Linked DNA regions of Mus musculus: all the other regions are linked to region 6. A link is a contact called in public ChIA-PET, HiCAR-type, HiChIP or PLAC-seq and promoter capture Hi-C data. All regions are on one chromosome and are shown on one strand. The core of a region is the stretch at or near the end of the contact, and the rest is flanking DNA. Distances in the headings are between cores, read along the strand shown.

Evidence for each region. Promoter capture Hi-C pulls out the DNA fragments that hold promoters and counts their contacts. ChIA-PET counts read pairs in DNA pulled down with a chosen protein or histone mark. HiCAR-type assays count read pairs that join an accessible place to other places. HiChIP or PLAC-seq counts read pairs in DNA pulled down with a chosen protein or histone mark.
Region 1: a contact with region 6 is called in a promoter capture Hi-C map of liver. The contact joins the enhancer-like site here to the promoter of Ifrd1 in region 6. A contact is called at or near these places in 7 of 39 promoter capture datasets (the 3T3-L1 cell line, 3T3-L1-derived adipocytes, the C10 cell line and 4 more), 1 of 484 Hi-C or Micro-C datasets (LSK cells), 8 of 115 datasets of contacts at active chromatin or transcription factors (the SCID.adh cell line, bone marrow-derived macrophages, embryonic stem cells and 4 more) and 4 of 9 other capture datasets (adipose tissue, bone marrow-derived macrophages, liver and 1 more).
Region 2: a contact with region 6 is called in a promoter capture Hi-C map of liver. The contact joins the enhancer-like site here to the promoter of Ifrd1 in region 6. A contact is called at or near these places in 2 of 39 promoter capture datasets (the HPC-7 cell line and liver), 3 of 115 datasets of contacts at active chromatin or transcription factors (bone marrow-derived macrophages, embryonic fibroblasts and embryonic stem cells) and 1 of 9 other capture datasets (macrophages).
Region 3: an H3K27ac HiChIP or PLAC-seq map of microglia shows a contact between it and region 6, with 8 times the contacts expected there. The contact joins the enhancer-like site here to the promoter of Ifrd1 in region 6. A contact is called at or near these places in 6 of 39 promoter capture datasets (3T3-L1-derived adipocytes, the C10 cell line, the HPC-7 cell line and 2 more), 1 of 484 Hi-C or Micro-C datasets (bone marrow-derived macrophages), 4 of 115 datasets of contacts at active chromatin or transcription factors (SST interneurons, bone marrow-derived macrophages, embryonic fibroblasts and 1 more) and 3 of 9 other capture datasets (adipose tissue, liver and macrophages).
Region 4: an RNA polymerase II ChIA-PET map of memory CD8 T cells shows a contact between it and region 6, with 80 read pairs. The contact joins the enhancer-like site here to the promoter of Ifrd1 in region 6. A contact is called at or near these places in 7 of 39 promoter capture datasets (the 3T3-L1 cell line, the C10 cell line, the HPC-7 cell line and 4 more), 2 of 484 Hi-C or Micro-C datasets (CD4 T cells and LSK cells), 9 of 115 datasets of contacts at active chromatin or transcription factors (bone marrow-derived macrophages, effector CD8 T cells, hepatocytes and 6 more) and 4 of 9 other capture datasets (adipose tissue, liver, macrophages and 1 more).
Region 5: an H3K27ac HiChIP or PLAC-seq map of microglia shows a contact between it and region 6, with 7 times the contacts expected there. The contact joins the enhancer-like site here to the promoter of Ifrd1 in region 6. A contact is called at or near these places in 6 of 39 promoter capture datasets (the C10 cell line, the HPC-7 cell line, the SN4741 cell line and 3 more), 1 of 484 Hi-C or Micro-C datasets (bone marrow-derived macrophages), 13 of 115 datasets of contacts at active chromatin or transcription factors (DN3 thymocytes, the SCID.adh cell line, embryonic fibroblasts and 6 more) and 1 of 9 other capture datasets (adipose tissue).
Region 7: a HiCAR-type map of embryonic stem cells shows a contact between it and region 6, with 4 times the contacts expected there. The contact joins the enhancer-like site here to the promoter of Ifrd1 in region 6. A contact is called at or near these places in 7 of 39 promoter capture datasets (the 3T3-L1 cell line, the HPC-7 cell line, embryonic stem cells and 2 more), 1 of 15 datasets of contacts at CTCF or cohesin (the NIH/3T3 cell line), 1 of 484 Hi-C or Micro-C datasets (bone marrow-derived macrophages), 23 of 115 datasets of contacts at active chromatin or transcription factors (the 230-238 cell line, the SCID.adh cell line, T-cell acute lymphoblastic leukemia and 12 more) and 2 of 9 other capture datasets (adipose tissue and macrophages).

What each region holds. Positions count from the first base shown.
Region 1 is chr12:40,552,233-40,555,045 of GRCm38.p6, forward strand. All of the region lies in intron 1 of Dock4 (dedicator of cytokinesis 4), which reads left to right. Among named protein-coding and RNA genes, the nearest start is that of Dock4, 110 kb to the left of the region's middle. Within about 2 kb of position 1,384, at least 6 of the 459 cell types and tissues checked have an H3K27ac peak or open chromatin away from gene starts, as enhancers often do. A contact at or near this core is called in hepatocytes and liver, where this site is marked.
Region 2 is chr12:40,606,924-40,610,020 of GRCm38.p6, forward strand. All of the region lies in intron 1 of Dock4 (dedicator of cytokinesis 4), which reads left to right. Among named protein-coding and RNA genes, the nearest start is that of Dock4, 160 kb to the left of the region's middle. Within about 2 kb of position 1,323, at least 11 of the 459 cell types and tissues checked have an H3K27ac peak or open chromatin away from gene starts, as enhancers often do. A contact at or near this core is called in liver, where this site is marked.
Region 3 is chr12:40,624,998-40,628,226 of GRCm38.p6, forward strand. It overlaps Dock4 (dedicator of cytokinesis 4), which reads left to right. Exons shown (of 53, transcript NM_172803.2): 4 at 1,340-1,395. Among named protein-coding and RNA genes, the nearest start is that of Dock4, 180 kb to the left of the region's middle. Within about 2 kb of position 1,739, at least 59 of the 459 cell types and tissues checked have an H3K27ac peak or open chromatin away from gene starts, as enhancers often do. A contact at or near this core is called in the HPC-7 cell line, bone marrow-derived macrophages, macrophages and 1 more, where this site is marked.
Region 4 is chr12:40,534,991-40,538,191 of GRCm38.p6, forward strand. The region is part of intron 1 of Dock4 (dedicator of cytokinesis 4); the gene reads left to right. Among named protein-coding and RNA genes, the nearest start is that of Dock4, 91 kb to the left of the region's middle. Within about 2 kb of position 1,456, at least 84 of the 459 cell types and tissues checked have an H3K27ac peak or open chromatin away from gene starts, as enhancers often do. A contact at or near this core is called in LSK cells, adipose tissue, bone marrow-derived macrophages and 3 more, where this site is marked.
Region 5 is chr12:40,654,861-40,657,726 of GRCm38.p6, forward strand. All of the region lies in intron 8 of Dock4 (dedicator of cytokinesis 4), which reads left to right. Among named protein-coding and RNA genes, the nearest start is that of Dock4, 210 kb to the left of the region's middle. Within about 2 kb of position 1,566, at least 16 of the 459 cell types and tissues checked have an H3K27ac peak or open chromatin away from gene starts, as enhancers often do. A contact at or near this core is called in microglia, where this site is marked.
Region 6 is chr12:40,221,779-40,224,783 of GRCm38.p6, forward strand. It overlaps Ifrd1 (interferon-related developmental regulator 1), which reads right to left and starts at 1,411. Exons shown (of 12, transcript NM_013562.2): 1 at 1,091-1,411. The coding sequence starts at 1,178. Mir1938 (microRNA 1938) reads right to left here and starts at 1,033; the gene lies at 934-1,033. Gm7008 (predicted gene 7008) reads left to right here and starts at 1,586. Exons shown (of 3, transcript NR_045157.1): 1 at 1,586-1,775; 2 at 2,891-2,944.
Region 7 is chr12:40,703,204-40,706,101 of GRCm38.p6, forward strand. Dock4 (dedicator of cytokinesis 4) reads left to right here. Exons shown (of 53, transcript NM_172803.2): 15 at 1,128-1,290. Among named protein-coding and RNA genes, the nearest start is that of Dock4, 260 kb to the left of the region's middle. Within about 2 kb of position 1,273, at least 5 of the 459 cell types and tissues checked have an H3K27ac peak or open chromatin away from gene starts, as enhancers often do. A contact at or near this core is called in embryonic stem cells, where this site is marked.

The DNA.
Region 1 (2,813 bases), core at 134-2,633, 330 kb after region 6:
GTTTGTCATTGCTTGTTGGATGGTTCAGCCCTTCCTGTGTTCTTTGGCTTTCCTCTTCCTGGTACTAATGATAGGCTATACTGTGGCAAAGCCCGGTCTCTTCTTGGTGTAATCAATCTTTCTGACTGTGCTCCCAAGTTCATCATGTTTGGTGTGCTTGGACTCAGCACAAACCCTGCCAGAATCAACCAAGTGTGACTTGCAAGCTTGATTTCATTTGCAGTTGGCATGCCAGAGTTGAATGTAGAGAGTTGTCTGTTACTACATCCTGATCTCTTTCATAGGAACCTAGCACTTGTCAGGTTTTCAGCAGTGCTGCAGTAGAAAGGACTGGTGTCATATGCACAGGCTTAGGTTTCACCAGTAAGAAAAAGGTGGGGATTCTAAGTATTCATTAAGGAAATTACTTTTGGCGCTGTCAGTTCTAATAGCTTCAAACTGTGGATCTTCTTGATTCTTGTGATAGATCACAATATCTCCCGAGCTTACATCTGTACTATAATGAGAATGGGATCAAGGAGAGAAAGGCGGGCACAGAAGTGATGCTAGATGCCCTTAGATGTATATGCCGGGTAGTTTTTGTCAATTTGACAGAAACTATGGTCACTTGGGAAGAGAGAGCCTAAATTGAAGAATTGCTTCCGTTACACTGGCCTGTGTGAAAATCTGTAGGGCATTTTTCTTGATTGCTGATTGACGTGGGAGATCCCAGCCCACTATTTTCCCTGCCACTTTTGGTAGGTGGTCCTGAGAAGGCCGACTGAGCAAACCATGGAGGGCAAGCTAGTAAGAAGCCGTCCTCTGAAAGCTCTGCTTCAGTTCCTGCCTCCAGGTTTCTGCCTTTCTTAGTTCCTGCCCCGGCTTCCCTTAGTGATTGCTTGTTATCTTTAAGTTGTAAGATAAAATCAAGCTTTTCCTTCCTAAGTTGTCATGCTTTTAAAAATTTTTTTATTTATTATGTACATACATAATATTTCATATTATATATTATATACAATATAAAGTATTATGTATATTATATTTATTTATTATATATATTAAGGACACTGTGACTGTTTTCAGTCACACCAGAAGAGAGCATCCGATCTCATTACAGATGGTTGTGAGCCACTGTGTGGTTGCTGGGGTTTGAACTCAGGACCTCCAGAAGAGCAGTCAGTGCTCTGAACTGCTGAGGAATCTCCAGCCCATTGGTCGTGCTTTTTATCTCTGTAACGTGAGAAGACATGTAGGAGCTTTGACTGCTGTGGGGTAGATTTTTCTGGATTTCTGTTCTCACTTTGATGTGAAATTTGTTCATAAATATACACAGAAATAGCACAAAGTTTATGATATTCAGGAATCAATCTCCATTGTTTGCAGTTGTATTACTCAACTCCATGCACGGCTATTTTCCTTCTAGTGGAGTCCTTATTAGGCAGATTCTAGATGTCATGTCATTAGCTCATAAGCAGAGCGAGAGTTATCTTTTAAACCTAATTAACACACCGTCATCACTCCAAGCATTGTGAGTGATTTCAAGAATTAATATTGTAGAGCTATCAGTCCATTTAAATGTTCTTCCTCTTTTTTTTTTTCTTTCTGGGGTGTGTTCTGCAGCTGTTCCCTCCCTATTACAGATCCAGCAGCCTAAGTGTACCCTTTCTGGTAATTCCGATCTCTTACCTCTTTTGTGGTGTTATGGCCCATCTTCCCAGTGTTCTGGGCTCCCTCCCCCATAATAGACTCTAGTGTAGGAATGAAGAGGCTGATTGCCTTTTTATTATTTCTTATTACACTTTTACTTACTTTTTCTATATCCTGTGTTTCTTAGGAGTTGGGTGTTAGGTCTAATGACTGTGGCCTTCTCCTCATTTGAAGCATTTGGCCTTGTGTCCTTTGGCCTCCCTTTATTGATGACTAATTTTTTGTTTTTCCTCATTCAATGATTGACAGAAGGTTCTAACACCAAGTGTTCTCAGCCCGATCTGTTACAAAAATCTCCATATGCTTTTCCCTACTTGATTTTACATCGATGGTCATAGAGTGGTGTGCTGTTTCTCTCAGGAGTTAGAAAACTATGTTGATTATTTTCTCTACAGTTATTTGGAAGACTTCTATAGCAAAGCAGCCCTGTCTGTCTGCTGCCTGACTATAGTAAAATATACTTTGTGCAGGCCAGACAGGAAGCTGTTTGCTTCTTTCTTCAGATTTATAACTTTGAGAGTAACGAGTCAGTGTCCTAGCATTGCCCAGTAAGAGGTAATTAAAGATCCCCCACAAGGTTCATCAGAAACTGACACATTTTCATATATTGAATATATTCAATCCATTGCTGTCATTATTCTTTTTGCTCCAATTATTGTATGGTAGGCCGCTTTGACCTCTAGTCTTTTTAGTTTAGTGCCATCAAGATTTGATCAACTATGTGCTTAATTATGGGCTTGTTTGTTACACAGCAATAACTAACTAATAAACTCATGAAGAAAAAAAGAAAAGAGGCACTAATATTGCCTCTGTGTAAAAGAGTTACAGTTTTATCATTTTATAGTTTAAACACTATTTGAAATTGTTTTCTGTAACCCCTGAAGATCTACTTCAAGGAAGTGTTTTGAGGGAGGAAGTACCTGTAATTTTCTTCGAATATCAGCATGTTCAATTTTCCTCTCATTTTGAGGAGAAAAGATGAGAATGTGATTTTGTGATGGAAACCTCCGTAAGTGTTCATGATGTTCGGTTGGCGCTGTGTAGTGTATGGACCATAGCTTCCAAGCTGTGCATCCTGCTCCCTCGTATTCTTCACAGGATACTGTCTTCATTCTCTGAAGTGCACA
Region 2 (3,097 bases), core at 73-2,572, 390 kb after region 6:
TAGGTAAATTACTTTGTCTAGGTCCAGATTTCCTCCCTTGTCAAATATAATCTGCAATGCAGCATCACTGTGAACACTATGCTTGTGGGTGCTCCTGGCTGAGTATATGCATACAACAGTGTTTAGTACTATATACAGTAGTACTTAGTATAATAGTTACTAGGTCTGTGGCAGATGTTTAATACGTATGTATCCAGCAAGTAATTGTAATGTGTTAAGTATATTCTTCCAGCATCTCTCCTGGGAGACCAGGAAAGAGAGGAGATGTATGTAAAAAGGGGAAGGTAAACTCACTTGTGACTGCTTATAACACCATCGTGACACAAATAGTACCAAGTAAAGTATGTCCCAGCTGAAGCCTTGTGGTTTTCCTTGGATTATCATTGAATATTCAGTAGGAACAAATATGGGATTCTTTTTAAAAAGGGCAGCCCAGCAACTGCCTGCAGAAATTTAGGTTAGAGGGCGGGTATGCCAGCTATACCTTCTTACAGGCAGGGACTGAGGAATGCTGGGAGAACTTAGAAGTAGGACTGCCTTGCTATGTTAGATAGGCACCTCAGCCATTCCTCCCAGGTTTGTGACCTAATAGATACAGCCTAGGAAAGTCTTTCCCTCCACTGTTTGGTATTTTTATCTCCGCATCTCAAATTTTTGAAATTTGAAAATATTTGAAATAGGATTTTCCTGCATAAGGTGACATAATTCTGGTTTATCACTTAGTTCAATAAGCTGAATGGTCTTTCTGCTGTCCATGGTTTTGAAAGTTCCAGCTCAGGAACTTTAGAAAATTCCACCAGACCCTTCCCCCTCAAGAAGGGAGGGGTTAATTACATTCTCAAACCACAGGACTTTACTGACCACCAGCCAGACCACCTGCTACCTGTGGGTAGGGGAGGCCCAGAGCTCATAGACACATTCTGTGACTATTGGCCACCTACATCATTCCCTATAGACCAATCAGCTTAAAAGTCACACCGTTCTGCCGATCACATTGTGCCTAATGGCTGCTGCCTTGAGAACTGTATAAAGGCTTGCTGGACAGGTTGTGCAGGGTCTTTCATGTGTAGGGCAACCCTAACATTTTGGGACAATAAATTCCTCTTGCTTTTTGCATTGATTCTCGGTTCTGTGTCGTTCACTCAGGGAGTCCCCAGTAAGCCATGGCTGGCCAGAGTCTTACAGCTTAAGGGGAATGTAGAGCACATACTGTGTTTTTAAATGATTTATTTATTTTCATTTGATGTGACTCTGTGTCTCTCATGTCTGTTTGTGTGAGAGTGCTTGATCCTCCGGAGCTGCCCTGTGGGTACAGGAAACTGAGCCTGGACTCTCCAGAAGAGCAGTCAGAGCTCTAACTGCTGACCCATCTCTCTAGTCCAACACTTACTAAAGCGGCATTCTTTAGTAAGCAAATTTGCTGTTCTAGATTCATAAAAACAATTTTTAAATGAACAGTTATTCAATGTGTGAGAAAGAAATTAAAACTTGATTAATTTTAAAATGTGGAAGAAAGACCTCTGGACCTCGGAGATAGCTCAGCAGGTCAAGGTTCTTATTGCAAAATCTTGATGAGAGTTCAAGTCCTAGAACTGGGGTAGAAGGGAAGGAACTACTTCCAAAAGTTGCCTCTGACTTCCATATGCATTGCCATTGTTATGTGCACACATATAGAAGTGCACACACAATAAATGAGTTACATTTAAAAGATGCACCTTCATTGTCGTTTATTAATATTTATTTAATTGTAGATTAAGAGCAAGGGTATTTATTGTTTTACTTATATTTTACAAGGAAATGCTAGTTTTAGAATTTTAAAGCACTTTCTTTTGAAAGTTCCTACCCAGTGCTTAAATTCTTTCATTTATATTTAAAAATACCTAATATATTCATTATATATAGAAAGAAATTAAGCTTTAATTTTTAGGATTTGCTATGTTAACCTGTACTATCAATAGTGAAACTATGACTTTCGCTATCAAGCTGTTAGTGTTTCCTAAGACTTAACTAATGTTGACTGTTGACTGATGCTGGAGGCCCTCATATACATTTAGCTGTAGTCATTAACTGAAGGGGTATCTTCCAGGCACGTCATATTTTATGTATCATCTTATCTTACATCCCTGTACCTCCAGCCATGTTTAAAAGGTTAGATTTGCTATTCTGTTAAGGGAAATGCCTGTAAATTCCCACACACTGGAGAAGTATACATCCCACCTTCATTTCAAATTTTGTACATTGATTATATTATTGGAAATTTACATTCTAAAAATTGAAATTGTTTAACCTTTTAAAATCTTATTAATATTTGGGTCCTTGTCCCCACTAATTAGAATACAGAAAGTTCTCATTTTGTACATAGAACTCCAAGGGTTTTCACACTGTCAAATTCAGTTCACAGACAGAGGAAGTTACCTCAATTAATGGTCAGAAAAAATAAAAACAAATGCAAATTGTCTTCTGAACCAAAGAGCTGCAGTAGATGGATTGTTCCTAATTAACATACAGTGAAATAAGCCACTGTTTTCAGCCCTAACACCAGCCCTATTGTCTGTTTTTAAAATATTTTCAAACTTATCTGATTTCCTTCACAAAAGAGGACAAAGGCTATTTATAGGTGTTAATTTTGATGCCAGTGGGAGGGGGTTGTTTGGGCATAGGGTTAGTTTTAACAAGTCTCTCTAAAGTGGTTCAACTCTTTAGAAAACTGACACTCCAGATTGTGATAGTTAGCTGAGATGCACAATTGAGAAAAAGGAGTGAAGCCATTGCTTCATTGGTTTATACAGTTGGGGGAGGGGAAGAGCAGAGAGCAGGGTTCCAGTGAAACTTGGTGTCCTCTGAAAACCCTGAGGAAGAATCAAAAAGTTCATTTAGAATTAATAAATGCTGAGTTGGTAATGTTCATTTTCATTCCAGTTCCCTGAGTTAGCTCTTAAATTTTTGTGAGTTTTGCCTCAACTTGTAGTTAAGGTTTTCACAACAAACTAACAGCATTTCCTTATTTAATAGCGTTCTGTTTAAAATAATAATAATTGAGAGGGAGCTGAAAGGCTTCATAGAGAACTTATTTCACAGAAATAACAGAATTCCATTA
Region 3 (3,229 bases), core at 489-2,988, 400 kb after region 6:
TGATATTAACTTTTCTATACTGATGTTGCTTTATTTGTTAATTTTGTTATATTGAAATAAATATAAATTTTATGAAAAAAGCTAAAAAGCGTTCTCTTCCTATTTATTATTGTAGAATATATAGAATTGAGTCAGGTCTTGAGTATATGTACCTTTAAACACTGAGCTGTCATTCCAGTCCCAAGTTTTTTTTTTAAATACCAGGAATTGAACCAATGGCACGCATGTTTTCTCACAGAGCTCTCTTGTAAGCTAAAATTACTCATTGGAACATAACATGCAGCCTGGTCCGATGTTACATGTTTGTAATCCTCTCACTTGGGATGCTGAGGGGAAAGGATTGCAAAGTTCAAAGCCAACCTGGATAGCATAGTGAATTCCTTGCTGGTTGGTCTGTGGTGTGAGACCATGTCTCACAAACAATAGCCAAATAACAACATCATAGGTGCTTGTCTTAGTCAGGGTTTGTATTCCTGCACAAAACATCACGACCAAGAAGCAAGTTGGGAAGGAAAAGGATTAATTCAGCTTACACTTCCACATTGCTGTTCATTACCAAAGGAAGTCAGGACAGGAACTTGGGGGCAGGAGTTGATGCAGAGGCCATGGAGGGGGCTGCTTACTGTATTGTTTCCTCTGGTTTGCTTAGCTTGCTTTCTTATAGAACCCAGGACCACCAGCCCAGGGATGGCACCACCCACAAGGAGCCCTCCGGCCCTTGATCACTAATTGAAAAAAATGTCTTACAGCTGGATCTCATGGAGGCATTGCCTCAAGGGAGGCTCCTTTCTCTGTGATAACTCCAGCTGGTGTCAAGTTGACACACAAAACCTGCCAGTACAGTGCTGTTTTCCCCTCTTTTTTAAAGCACAGTTTTTATGTAGAATTATTGGATTTTTTATTTTCTGATTTATTAAAAGCATACGTGTTTAGATGGCCAAAGTGGTGGCCCATAGCTGTACATCAGCTTTGAGAAAGCATAGCTGTAAGACAGCCAAAAGTTTAAGGTCAGCCTGCTCTAGATAATAAATTTCAGGTTAGACAAGGTTACACTGCAAGACTCTGTTTGCAGAGATAAACAAAAAGAATGTATTTACTGAGTGAGATTTGATTTTTTTTTCAATTATATTTACAAAAAAATCTCTAAAAGTGCAATGGTTGTAACTGGTATTAGAAAATAATGATTCATGCTGCATTGCATTTTATTTAGCCCATAGAATGTACTGATGTTTTTCTATTCCTGATATTGTCATGGTTGTAACTGTTTAATACATCCTTCTTATGAACAACTGGCTTTAAGAGATAGCTAGAAACATAACCTTCATGTTTTCTCTTCCAGGGTATATTTCCTTCCAGCTATGTTCACTTGAAAAATGCCTGTGTAAAGAACAAAGGGTAAGAATGAATTGCATTCATAGTTGGAAGATTTTGCCACAGCCGCTGTCTTGGAATTGAAAGGCTTAGTAATTGTATTACTAAAGCAACTACAGAAGAGCGAACCGTGGCCCTTGTTGTTTGATAAGGAGATACTATGGCAGCAAATAGAGACAATTAAGGAACTCATTTCTGAGTGCTGAGCCACAGGAGCATGCTAGGGTATTATGGCCTCTCATTGTCTACCAGTTGTGAAACTTGTTTAATCTTAAGCAGAGAAATTGGTTCTTCTTGGTTTCCTGCTGTTTAGAGAATCATGCCAGGCAGAGTCCCTAACATGGTGAGTCATGTAGCCTCAGTGCCCAGAACTTCCTTAATTTACTACTGGTTATAGAGAAGGGAAGCCTGTGGCCAGCAGGGTGTGGGGGAGACAGAGTACTTCCTGGGCAAGCCCAACAACCTGAGCTTGAGCTTGCAAAGCCACACAAAGGTAGAAGACAACGGACTGCACAGAGCTGTCCCCTGACCCCTGTATGTGTGCCACAGCACTTGTATGACCTACACACATTGTATACACACAGGAATAACAAATAAAAAGAAAGCTGGCTGTGGTAGTTCATATTTAACTCCAGCACTTAGAAGACAGAGTCAGGCAGGTCTCTGTGAGTTCGAGGCTCACCAGGTCTACACAGTGAGTTCCATGCCAGGCAAGGCCATAAGACTCTGTCTCAAAGCGTAAGGACAGGAAAAGCCCATCTATTCTCTGAAGTGAGTATAACACTAGGTCCTTGTGTAACTTCATATATTATTTCTCTATTTGACCTACGGTCACGTCCTGTCACAGATTGCCACAAATCTGGTCTAACACAAAAGTCATAAACTCAATTAAAATCTATGTATTAAAAAAAACTGTTTGTGTATTTCTCCAGCATGATATTTAGATAACTAGCTTCACAAACAGAACATGTGACATGTCTGACTGATATATTGCATGGATGTCATTGATCACCAAGGACTTCTTAAGTATTTATAATATGTTACAGTCTGCTTCTAAATGGACTGGAATCAGCCGTTAGAATAATGTGTATCAAATAAGTTTCTACAGAATATCACAATAGAACTTGCCTGGTGTTGTGTACTTAGCACATAAGTAAATGATTGTTGTTAAGGTAGATTTTGACACATGTATCTGATGGCAATGTCACAAGGAGCCATCTGTGAATTATAATTGTAATTTTCATTTTATGGCCAAAATATACAGGCTCTGTGATAGAAATTACATATTTATGCAAATAGCAGTAAATAGCAACTTTTTATTTCAGCAACAAAAGCATAGTAGATAATATATTTAAATTTTAATTTCACCAAAAAGTTTGCATAGATATTAGTCAAATGGATGGTTTTTACATTCATCTTCTATAAAACATTCAATGAACAAACATGAGCAAGTCCATATGGTACAAACACCTTGGGTTTCTCTATTTGGATAAATGTTAAATGGCCTACTGTAATAACAGTGTGCTGTATGTCATTTATTTTAATACTTTGAAAAACTTTAGTAGTTTTACAATATAGAAGACTTATGGTACAACTTTAGTGTACTGCTGATTTTTCTGTGAGGGTTTCACTTAGCATCCTAAGTTGTTTTCCATTTTATTTCAGTTTTGGTTGTCTTTAATGATTCTGTTTCTTTGTTAAAGTCTACTTTCATGTCTTGGATGTTTTCTTTCAATGGTTTGTGTCATCACAGTCTTCATTAAGATAAATTGTTTCTTACCCTGATTAAGGTCCTTGAACATATTCCTAGTAGTTATTTTGTAGTCCTTGTCTTGTGCTTTGGCTCTATTGCTTTCCC
Region 4 (3,201 bases), core at 206-2,705, 310 kb after region 6:
TATATTGCTCACCACGAATGTAAAACACAGTAGGTCATCTGGGTTTTTTTCCTTCTCATAAGAAATGCTGTATACTTATGTAGTCAAGTTATGCCACAGAGGGAATGGTGAGTGGGGAGCAGAGATTCCCACTTTTGATTCTCAGAACCTGGGGCGCAGCCAATTAATTTTCAATTTTGACACTTCCCTTGCAGAGAGCTAAGTTGCACCAGCCGAGGCTTGTGGATACATTCAGAAAAGCTGTAAAAGTTTGCAGTTGGTTGCTTGGTTGGTTTGTGTTTTTGTTTTGTTCTTTATTTTTTTTATTTACTTTTTGTACCATCTCACTGTAGAGGTGCCTACTGTCATGATAACCTTGCTAATGGGGAGCTCATGGCTCCTTAAAGAGTCATTCTCTTTCTACAGTGCACTCAAAAGTAATGCAGTGGTAATGCCATCATGGGCCACGGTTCAAAGTCCTGACCACACGGTAGCAGTAGAACGTCTGCTGTGCAGGTCCTGCAGTGAGACTGAGGGAGGATTAACTTACCTGACGCTGTTCACTGATTGCCACTGTTGTAGGCAAAACCAGAATGGATGTCTTTGCAGAGCCTGTGACACACTGTTGTCAGCAGGGAGAAGACTGGGGAGTGAGGTAGGGTATTGTAGAGTCCTGGGGAGGGTCATTTCTAGATGAATTTCTGCTGCGGGTGAGGTGGCTTTCTTACTACAGATCAATTCTCTGTTTTATGTTGATGTACAGGATAGGGTCTCAGAAAAAAAAAGGTTCAAGAATGTTCTTGAACACTTGTGGTTTTGTGACTCTAGGGGCTGGAGGAAGCTCTGAGTGGGTGAAGTCCTGAATATGTGTGCGCTGTTGCCAGGGGCACAGCCATGCCAAGAACCCCAAAGGAATGGCAAAGCCCCTGTCCCAGCCATGCTTCACCCCACCCCATGAGACTCAGAGGGATGGTGAACTTCACTCAGGGGACCAAATGAGCGCACTGACAGCTTTTGCAGACTGTTCCCCTAAAGAGACTGATCCTATGGAGGTTCACTAAACCTGTCTCCTTGCTCTACCATAAACTCTGCCTTCTCCTTTCTCTGACTTCAGTAACCCTGCCTCCTTATCCAGCTGTGTACAATCACCCTGCCTTCCTGTTCAGCTCTAGATGAAAGCACACTGAGCCTACAGGGTAAGCAGCTTCTCTGGATAGGAGCCCACACCACCCATTCCCAGCTTTCTGTCCGTGTGTCTCCAAGTGACATATAGACATCTGCCTTTCTGTCTTTTCTGCCTTCCTTTGATGCTCCAAGTGTGACACGTAACTCTGAAATTTTCTATGCGTATCATCTTTCCTCAGCCCTCACTATCTCAAGTCTGAGCCTTTTCATGGACACATGAAATACACTGTAGTTCTGGTTCCTCTGAGTGAATAGGGTTTCTGCCCCGCCCAGGAAACCAGACTGTGGTTTTCCTCTGGGTTTTAGGAGACTGGGCCTAGCCAGAAGAGGGGAGGGGACTCTGCAAGTGTGGTTAGCTTTCTCCTGTGAGCTCCAGTTCCTGTTCGCTTTCCACTCCTCCTGAACCTTGATTTTTTCCCCCCAGTCTTGTTCTGATTTTCTGTTTTATCTCCACGTTTAGGGATTATGATTTGAGAATTCAGAATAAAACTAAATACAGCGCGATCTTTTCCTGTTACAGCAGAAAATAAATAGGGTTCATAAAACTAAAAATGAGGGGCTGGAGAGATATCTCAGTGGTTAAGAGCACTGACTGCTCTTCCAGAGGTCCTGAGTTCGAATCCTGGCAACTACATAGTGGCTCACAACCATCTGTGATGAGATCTGATGCCCTCTTCTGGTGTGTCTGAATACAGCTACAATGTATTTATAATAAATAATTAATTAATTAATTAATTAATTAATTAAAAAAAACTAAAAATGAGACTTTTATGTATTTTGAGTTAACTTTGTAGATTTAAAAAAATATAACTTATTTATATTATTCATATGTGTGTCTGTCTGTCTGTCTGTTTCTCTGTCTCCATGGATGTGGACATCAGATGACAGCTTGTGAGAGTCAGTCCTGGGGACTGAACTCAGGTGACCAGGCTTGGTGCCTTTAGCATGGAGCCACCTGGCTAGTATGACTTTGTAGGTTTTTTAAGTGGATTATATACAGTACTACTTAAATTCAAACATGTACTTAAGTCAGTATAACTAGAGATGGGCAGTGGCATCTGTGTGGGTTTGTGGGAAATGCTAATTTTTTTTTTCGAGACAGGGTTTCTCTGTATAGCCCTGGCTGTCCTGGAACTCCCTCTGTAGACCAGGTTGGCCTCGAACTCAGAAATCTGCCTGCCTCTGCCTCCCAAGTGCTGGGATTAAAGGCATGTGCCACCACTGCCTGGCCCTAAAATATTTTTAAGCTCCATATTTTATTAATAACTTACAATTTTCATTAGTGTGAGTTGGGAGCTTTAAAGGGTTAATCCATTCATAAATATTAATCTCTGACATGGAGAATGTTTGACGTGTTTAAAGGCATCTTTCTAGGTGTTTGGGCATGTATTAACTCTGTTATTCCTTATGACATATTATAGATCATTCATATTGCTCTAACAAAAATGCTATATAGTCTTAGAAGCTTAAGCAGCAAGTATTTCTGGAACCCAGAAAAGGTGCTGCAAATGTAGAGTCTAATGAGGGCCAGCATCTTGGTTTGTAGGTAGTTCCTTCTTTAGGCCTTCTATGGCATGAGTTCCTATTTATGAAGACCCTATTCTCTTACAAATGTACTACAAATCTGTCTTAGTTGATTTTCTATTGTGATGAAGACCATGACCAAAAGCAACTTGGAGAGGAGATACTATATGTTAGCTTACAGTTGTAGACCATCATGATGGGACATCAGGGTAGGAGGAACTCAAGGTAGAACCTTGAAAAAGGGAATGGTGCAGAGCATGAAGGAATGCTGCCTACTGACTTGCTCCTCATGGCTTGCTCTGCCTTCTTTCTTATAACCCAGGGCTACCTGCCAGTGAATGGCACAACCCCAGTAGGCTGGATTGTCCTTCATTAATTATTAATCAAGAAAATGCCTTTCAGATTTGCCTCAAGGCATTAGGATGGAGGCATTTTCTCAATTGAGGTTTCTCTTTCCAGGCAATTGCAATTTGTGTCAAGTTGACAAAACATTTCACCAGGAATCTGAGGCAG
Region 5 (2,866 bases), core at 316-2,815, 430 kb after region 6:
TCGTTCCTTTGTTTACTGGCACATTCTAAGTCCTTATTAATTAACACTGTCATTTTGACTTGGGACTAATTCATTCCTTTACTTTTGACTCAGCAGAGAACTTGGCCTGAGTACCACCTGTTGGTCACTGGCTACAGCAAAGTTGCTCGTACACATCAGCCGCTGGCTTGGGCTTCTAAGTGAGAAATTAGCAGCAGGGTGTGCTTAATTCTAGTAATTGCAATGATGAAGTTTACTTTCTTTCTTTTCTTTTTTCTTTTTTTTTTTTTTTTTTGGTGTTTCGAGACAGGGTTTCTCTGTATAGCCTTGGCTGTCCTGGAACTCACTTTGTAGACCAGGCAGGCCTCGAACTCGGAAATACGCCTGTCTCTGCCTCCTGAGTGCTGGGATTAAAGGTGTGCGCCACCACGCCTGGCAAAGTTTACTTTCTAATGAGTCCTTTTTCGAATACTTTTCTGAAGTTAGATTTTCTTTTTCTACTATCATGCGGTTAAACCCATTTTTCTTGAAAGGGTTCTATAGAAGCTTTCTTTTGCCTACAATTATGCCTTATTAAGTCCAATTCTGTCATTTAAGGGAGCGAGAGAACTGAATGCAGTAGATAAAGCACAGGCATTTTAAAAATCCAGATCCTTTAACTGTAAAATGGCTATGACTTTCTCTCTGTCTGGGAGAGACACACATCACCTGTGTCTTGTACACCCTTTCATTGTGGCTAAGTGGCCACACTCTGTGGTTAGGAAATCTGGGTAGAAATTCTGACTTTGCTACATCAGCCTGGGCACTTAACTGCGCATCTCTTACAGCTGTTAACTGGTAGGAATTAATGAAGATAACAGTGCTTTCTGGAGGGATTTCTTGAATGTTAAATGCATAGGATGTTGCCCAGGACCCAGGAGTTTATTGGTGCGTCCTGGCTATGAGGAGGAGGATTTTTGAACCCAAAGAGGAAGTATACATCACCCTAACTAGATGTACGTGGTGGCTACCTTTGTATTCTTATAGAAATCACACATTCCAAGAAATTGGTGATGTTTTAGTTATGATACTGCAGTTACTTAAAGTTTAGAGAGACCCTCTAGCAAAAAGGTAATATGCAGTGCATATTATGTTAGCCAGGAGTACACAAAAAATGGGAACCAGAAGCCTGAAGGGGGATTACAACCTGAAACACCACAGTGGGAACAGGAATAAGGAAGTTGGAAATCCTGTCTCCAGATGAGGAGAGTCTTATGAAATTGCTTTCATAGCTTCCAGTAACCCTGTTCAGCGGCAGACATTATTATATAAGAGCTTAGAGAAAGTGGTACTACTTTTATCTGCGTATAGTACTACATAGCAAGGTTAATAGAGCCTTTACAGGTTTAGTTCCCCTTGTCTGTGCTACATGTCTTGTTTGATGCATTACTTGAAGCTTACCATGGCCTGATCATACAAGTTCACCATCTACATTTTTACATAATTTAGGAATACTTACTGTTTTGACTGTGACATATTGTAGGCCTGGGTCTGTTTTTGTAATTTCATATTACAATGCTCACTAAAACTTGTAAGCTTTCCAAAGCAAAGAAAAGCAGTGTAAGGAAAATGGCCCAGCCAGACTAGCAAGGGACGCAGTGCACAGAGTTAAAATAGGTAGAGGAGGCATTCAGAACCCCTCCTTGAATTGTGGCAGCACAGTGGCAGCCGTTCTATCGGGCCCAGAGCATTTCCTGCTGTGTCTAGACATGTTGGCACAGATTCACTGTGGGTGTCTGTCCAGCAGTGACCCATAGAGACCTTCCCCGGGGCCCTGTGTTGACAAGCACAACTGCTTCCCACCTCCCTCCTCTCCATCATCTGATTGTTCCAGCAGGTGCATGGGAATTGGTGTTGTTGTCACCTCCGAATTAATCACATCTGTGGTTTATCCCTCATTCACTCTTGTGTTATACATAAAAAAAAAAAAATGGCCCACACATACTGGTTGCCTTTAATGGTAGTGACTCTAAGGAAGCTGCTGGAACAGAGGTGGGGCAGGAGGGGGATACAAATACAAAGAACTGAGCAAGGAAAGGCTTTATCCAAATCTAGAACACACTGTGTATCATGGAACCACTCAGCTTTTTTATAGCATTGTATGATAAGAATATAATGCCAATTATTTAACTTTAGTAGATGACTAGAAAAACTAGAGTTGCAGAAAACCGGAAGCTCACAGAGTGCATGAACTTGAGTAGGCTTCTCTTTTGCCTTGCACTTATGCAGACAGCTTGACGCTCTTAAGTAGAGGAGTATTTTTATTTGTACAAGGTGAGCAGAAAGCCCTCGTCTCCCCGATCCTGCCTTTTAAGTCAGGGGCAGGTTAGTGAGTCTCCTCCCCTCACTAGTATCATGGTCTTCTCTGTCTTTCTTCATGAACACCCAGGTTGCCGCCTGTAGGGCATTCAGAATAATTTAGTTTTCCTGGAGTCTGAATGGGATAAGCCTCTGTCACGCATAGTAAGCACTTCACAAAGACTTTATTCAGTGCCATTTACAGTTGCAGAAGGATTTGGCATCCACAAAGGGATGACCAGTGGTGTGCCTCTACTCTCTCTTCCCCTTCAGTTTCTCAGCACCTTGCAGAATACTTGATACCGGGTGTGTGTGTGTGTGTGTGTGTGTGTGTGTGTGTGGTGATGCATTTAAAGGAAGCTTTTAAGTTTTGCTTTCCTGTTGAGGCAAAGCATTAAAAGATCCTGCCATTAGTCCCTTAATCTTTGCTATCATCCTTCCCCTCCAGGAGTGGGGTGGGGATGTGCTCTTAATAAGAGAGAGCCAGGGTGCTGAGTGCATCATCACTAAGAGCTGTTTCATGTTACCTTGTGCTCTCAGCCCTGTCTCC
Region 6 (3,005 bases), core at 161-2,660:
CCAATATTTAACATGAAAACTGGTCATTTACTTTTCTAATATCATTCGAATGATCAAAGAGTAGTAGCTAGGTCAACAAATACCTAATGGCTATTATCTTGGTGTGGAACGACTGGGGGCATTCCAATATTCAACTCCATAATCTTAACAATTACTTAGTGAGATGACTACCCATTTCAATACTACTCGACTTATGTCTTGTGTGCAGTCTTGTAGAAGGGACCTTCGGCTGCAATCATTTTTTTTTCTTCTCAACCATATGTTAAGAGAATCGTACATTCAGTTCAGCAATTAACCATCCAGAAAAAGCTTTGTCTTAGCATGGAAGGAAAAAAAAAAAAAACTTATCCCTAACTTTCCAGCCAATTGCAACCTCGGCTTCTCACCACCTCTTATCACTGCATGGAACCTATAGAATGCAGCACAAAGGAGAACGCGGTCGCTAGGCTGGCAGCACAAGGGCTGCGGGGGCTCCCGGTTTCTGCAGGTACCGGGTTAGGAGTGGAAGCCACGCTAAGGGTGGGGCGGTGGCCATGGCTTCCGACGCCTCTACCCCGCCTTAGAGGACCTGCGAGACGCGCAGGAAAACAGCGGGATGGAAGCCACTCGTGCCTCTGCGTCACCCTGGCCCCATCACGCAAAGCTCAGGCCTCGTGACGCAAAAGCCGGTCCAAGCCCGCTGGACGTTTGACACTCCCGAGAACTCCATGTTGGAGGGAGCGCCACAGGCAGCGCAACAGCGGCAAGCCACCGGCGCTCCGCCCCATCTCTAGCTCGATAAAGAACCGGACAGCAGGCAGCGACGTCTAGGAAGAACGCCAAGTCCTGGTCACCCTTATTCTGACTCTCCCTCCGGCCCAAGGTCCCAGTTCTCCCCGCCCCCAGGGCCGGAGCTCCAGCACTGCTCCCGCGTGCCAGCTCAAGAAGCGCGAGTCCCAGGGCATGATGGGAACTGCAGTTCAGCCGTACCACGCGCTATGCAGACTTGGGCGTCCGAAGCGAAGACCGAACTACAAGTCCCACCGCGCCCCAGGCCGGGGTCTCCCGTTCGGCCGGCCAGCCGGCTCCCGGGCGTGGGGACACCCCTCACCTGCCGTGGCCGCCGACGTCGCTGCCCCGGAGCCGCCGCCACCCCCGCCACCGCGGTGGGGAGCGTTCCGCTTCTTGTTCTTCGGCATCGTGGGCCGCCCGGTGCCGCCTACACTTGGAGCTCAGCGAGGATCAGCCGATGGAGCTGCACTGTCTACTCGTGCGTCTGTGCGGCGGGCGGCTGAGAGGCGAGTCTCGGGCTAACAAGAGAGGCGAGGAGCGGCGCGGGTGAGAAGCGGCAGCAGCAGCAGCAGAAATCCCCGTGAAGAGCTGCGAGCGGAAACGATACATGTTTCTCTCTAGCGCGGGAGCGAAGGCGGGGTGGCCAGACCACGACGCCTTAAGTAGCCAGACGGCGGCTTGTCGTCACCATGCGTGGGCGGGCCTCCATCGCTCGCTGGCCAATCGCTGCAGATCTCCCCACCGCGGCGTCCACTGGGGCGGTGCCTGCATTCGGACTCCCATTCCCAGAGCCTCAGTCTGCCCTCGGTGCCTGGGCTGCTATGCCTTAGGGCCGCGTGGAGCTTTGGGAGATGTAGTTAGCGAGAGGGCGCGGCCTTCTCCGGGCTCCTCCCAGTCCGATTGCGTCGTGACCTCGTCCCAACGAGGCGTCCGCCCTGGAATTCACCCGGGTAGTCACCGCGATGAGCCATGCGGCAGTTATGCAGCTTGATGAACGTCAGCTTGTAAGATCACGTGTAACAACCTTTCCCCTGCTAATATGAGGCCCCTGTCCAAGCACAACCATACCCTCCTGTGGGTTTAGGGACGTGGGCTCCCCACCCTCCAAAAAAAGTATGCTTTCAGCTACTTCAACTTGTATTGTTCGTGGACCTCATATTCTAGACTAATATCTCAAATAACGAGACTGATGATTCAGTCTCAGATTTTCTTACAAAGATGTGACCTTGATTCCACCTGCCAGTTTGGAGGTCAGTTTGGGATAAGAGTTTATGAGAAGTTCGCAGCTGGCAAAACATACATGAGTTATATCAACAGTCGCAAAGGGGTTTATTTTCTCAAGGTGCTCCCGTTGATCTGTTTTCCGTGTCGCAACACCCAGTCCTGTTTTCAGGAGCTGCTAGTAGGTTCCTATACTGTCCATATGACAGAACAAACTCACTGACTCGTGCAAGTGACTCACTCTGCACTCCACCTCTCACCTCGGCTTCATTCTATTTCAAGTGATGATAGTAAGTCTTTCTCCGTCTTAATGTCCCTCTTGTACCTTAAGCCAACTTAAATTTTTCTCTCCTTTTCTTTACTGCCATATTCTTAATAGTTAATATATTATCTTCCCCCATATTCTGTAATTTATTCACCGTAATTTATTCAGTTTGTTCATAGTGCCCCCCCCCCAGCAATTGATTTTAAAATGAAACTCAGGGCTGTATCTTGATCTCTAGCCATACATAGCTTCAGTTCATACCAGGTCACCCATTTCAATGTTTCATGCCCAGGAAGGCTGATTATTTACTCAAGTGTCTTGTTTGACTAATCCACCTATGTTTATAGTTGTTCCAGAACCTCACAGACTGCCAGTCCTCCTAACCTAGCCTCTCTCACTGCTTTCTAGATATCTTGTTCTTCTCCTGAACTCAACTGGTCTTCGTTTCCAGTACAGGGCTCTTTTTGTTACTTTGACTTCATTGTTCATGAATGCCCTAACCCACCCCCCATCTTCATCTTAAGAATTATCTCTGTCTATCAAGACCAGCTCAAACACTATCACCTTCACGAAGCTTCGTCCTCACAAGTCTTTGACTTGGTAACGCTCTGCTGCCACTCTCTGTTCCTACAGATCGATCACAGATGGACTGTTCACAAAGATTCGATTGGAAGAGCAACGTTCAAGGTTTGCTTTACTCTGTGTTCTCTTGAAGAACAAGTAAACTGCACAGAGCATGGCTACCAAA
Region 7 (2,898 bases), core at 23-2,522, 480 kb after region 6:
TCACAACCATCTGATGCTCTCCTCTCATACAGTCATACATTTAAACAGAACACTCACATACTATATATATGTATATGTGTATACATACTATATATATATATATATATATATATATATATATATATATATATGTATATACACATGGAACATGCTATATATATAAATGGAAACGGTGTTTTCACTTTCCTGACTATGTATACCAATAATTTTATTATAATAGTCATTCCTTAAATACAGTATTTTAGTATCATTTAATTTTTTTCTTACTTTTTTTTTTGTTCTGGCAATTGGGGAAAAACAACAACAACAACAAAGCCAAGCAGAATAAAAGAAACAAACAAACAAACCTATTTAGCTTGCTGGCTCAGGCCTTTAATCCCAGCACTTGGGAAGCAGAGATAAGCAGCTCTGAGTAGGAGGTCAGCCTGATCTACAGAGTGAATTCCGACAGCCAAGGCGGCACACAGAAACCCTGTCTCGAAAAACAAACAAACAACAACTACTACAAAAGGCCTACCATGTTTAGTTTTTTTTAATTTTTTTTTTTTAAGCCAAAGTAGAGTCTGGTACTACTTGACACTTGGGGAAACAATAACAGAACCTCTTCTGGAAGAAGTGTTTTCTCTGAACATAGCTAGTTTCACAGTGTGTTTGCCTGTTCTTCTAAAGCACTGGTTCTCAACCTTCCTAATGCTGTGACCCTTTAATACAATCCCTCATATTGTGGTGACTCCCAACCATAAAATTATTTTCATTGCTACATCATAATGTAAAATATCTGTGTTTTGTGATGGTCTTAAAGCAACTCCTGTGAGGAGGTCCTGCCACCCACGTGTTGAGAACCACTGTCCCAAAGGTTGCACTGGGCCATCACAGTCACCTCCGGATCATGGAAGAGCCTCCTGAGTGGGCTGGGAATGTGGTTTTCAGGAGTTGAATTCTTACATCACATCCCAGACTTAGAATAACAAGCCATGGAGAACCAGGTTCAGAACAGAACTGGTCTCCTCCTCACTAGGTAGAGCAAAGGCAGAAAAAGAAGAGAAAAGATAGGTAATGTCTCTTGGAAAGATGTTTGTGGAAGAGTCTAAATGAACCTGCCTTTAACTCACATGTTTCTTCATTAGGATTTTATCTCCTTTGGCTCTGGAGAGCCACCGGCTAGTGAGTACCACTCCTTTGTGCTCTATCATAACAACAGTCCCAGGTGGTCAGAGCTGCTGAAACTTCCTATTCCTGTGGACAAATTCCGGGGCTCCCACATCCGCTTTGAGTTCCGGCATTGTTCCAGTAAGTATGGGGGTGGACCCCGAGGCTCTGTGGGCTTGGGGTGAGTCCTGTACTTACTGTGGGCAGATCTATAGAAAAGGTGACAAAGGAGGAAAGAAGGCAAGCAGTGGGGGGCCCTGAAGTGAGGGGCCTGACTCCTAGAGAAGCTTTGAAAGCAAAGACATGAAAGAAAACACAGGAAGTCCAGGGAGTCACTGTAATTTGGCGGCTCATCGCTTCCAACCTAGAATATTTGAACAGGAGCGGGAGACACAGCTTTAGAAAAACTATACTTTCTGGTGGGCTTCGGCAATCCCGACCTGGTATTACCCAGAGCTGACTCAGCTCTGGGAAGCCCCCTTGGAATTTTCTGGGCATGTGAAGCTACCGGGAAAGCATCGGTGAAGCTTAAGTTTGTGCTGACTTCTGTAATGCCTGCATCATTGTGCAGTTCTAGATGATGCTGATACGAGATAAAGTAATTATCTCATTTCGCAGATTTAAGCAGCTCAAGACAAGAACAAGCTTTGTCCTTGTGGACATTACTAGTCATATCTTCAGTCTTATTTCAATCTGTTTGCTCCCTTTCTATCATTTCAAACTGGTTTTCTGCCTCCCCCAGCTCTAGACTAGGGGTTTTCTGACACGTCTGTGCCTCTGACGTGTCAGCACTTACCTGAGGAGTGATTGGCAAGGTTCTAGAGAATCTTGCTCTGGGAGAAGAATGAATATCAAGCAAGCGACACAGAAGGACCACATTGTTAGAGGTGCAGTATGCACTTCCTCGGAACATCAGGTGGAGGGACTGTGCCTGTCATCAGAGATATGGCATGTTTTTTTTTTCAGAATTGGCCAAATCGTCTCAGTAAATTGGATTTATGAGGGGGTTTAACAATGCAGAAGAGCTAGGGGGTGGTGCTGAATGCCTTTAATACCAGCACTCAGGTGGCAGAGGTTGGCAGATCTCTATGAGTGGGCCAGCCTGACCTACGGAGCTAGTCCTATGATGGCCAGAGATCTACAGAGAAACCCAATCTCAAAAAACCAAATCAAAACAAAAAGTGCAGATAAAATCTGTTTGGTTTCTGCACTCCCAGCCTTGTACCTAAAACATCGTTCACAGTTTTGTTCAGTTTTTGCTGTTGTTATTTTAATTCAGAAGAACTAGCCACAGGAAAAAGAAAAAAAAATCCCCACAGTCCCACCAAATGTAAATGCCCAGTGTAATCATTTTTATTACATGGAGCTTCAAATAGTCCTGTGTAAGTGATAGTACTTGTTCATCAGTATAACATGACTGATTTAGTCATAAAATTGAACACCTACTGGGTGCCACCCACTTTACTGGGTGCTAGAAGCACATCCCAGAGCAAGGTTCCTCCTCTTACAGGGTATTTACTGAGAGAGGGAGAGCAGATCGATGAACAATAAATGCATAAGAAACTGTGGTCGCCCCTTATCTGAAGGCTTGTTTCCTGTGCTGTCAGTTACTTCTGATCAAATACTAAGTAGAAAATTCCAGAATAAACCATTCCACCATTTTAAGTTACACCCCATTTCAGTAGCTCAGAGAAATCTTGCTCAGACAACACTTTGTCCAACTTGAGATATGAATTGTTTCTTTGCCCA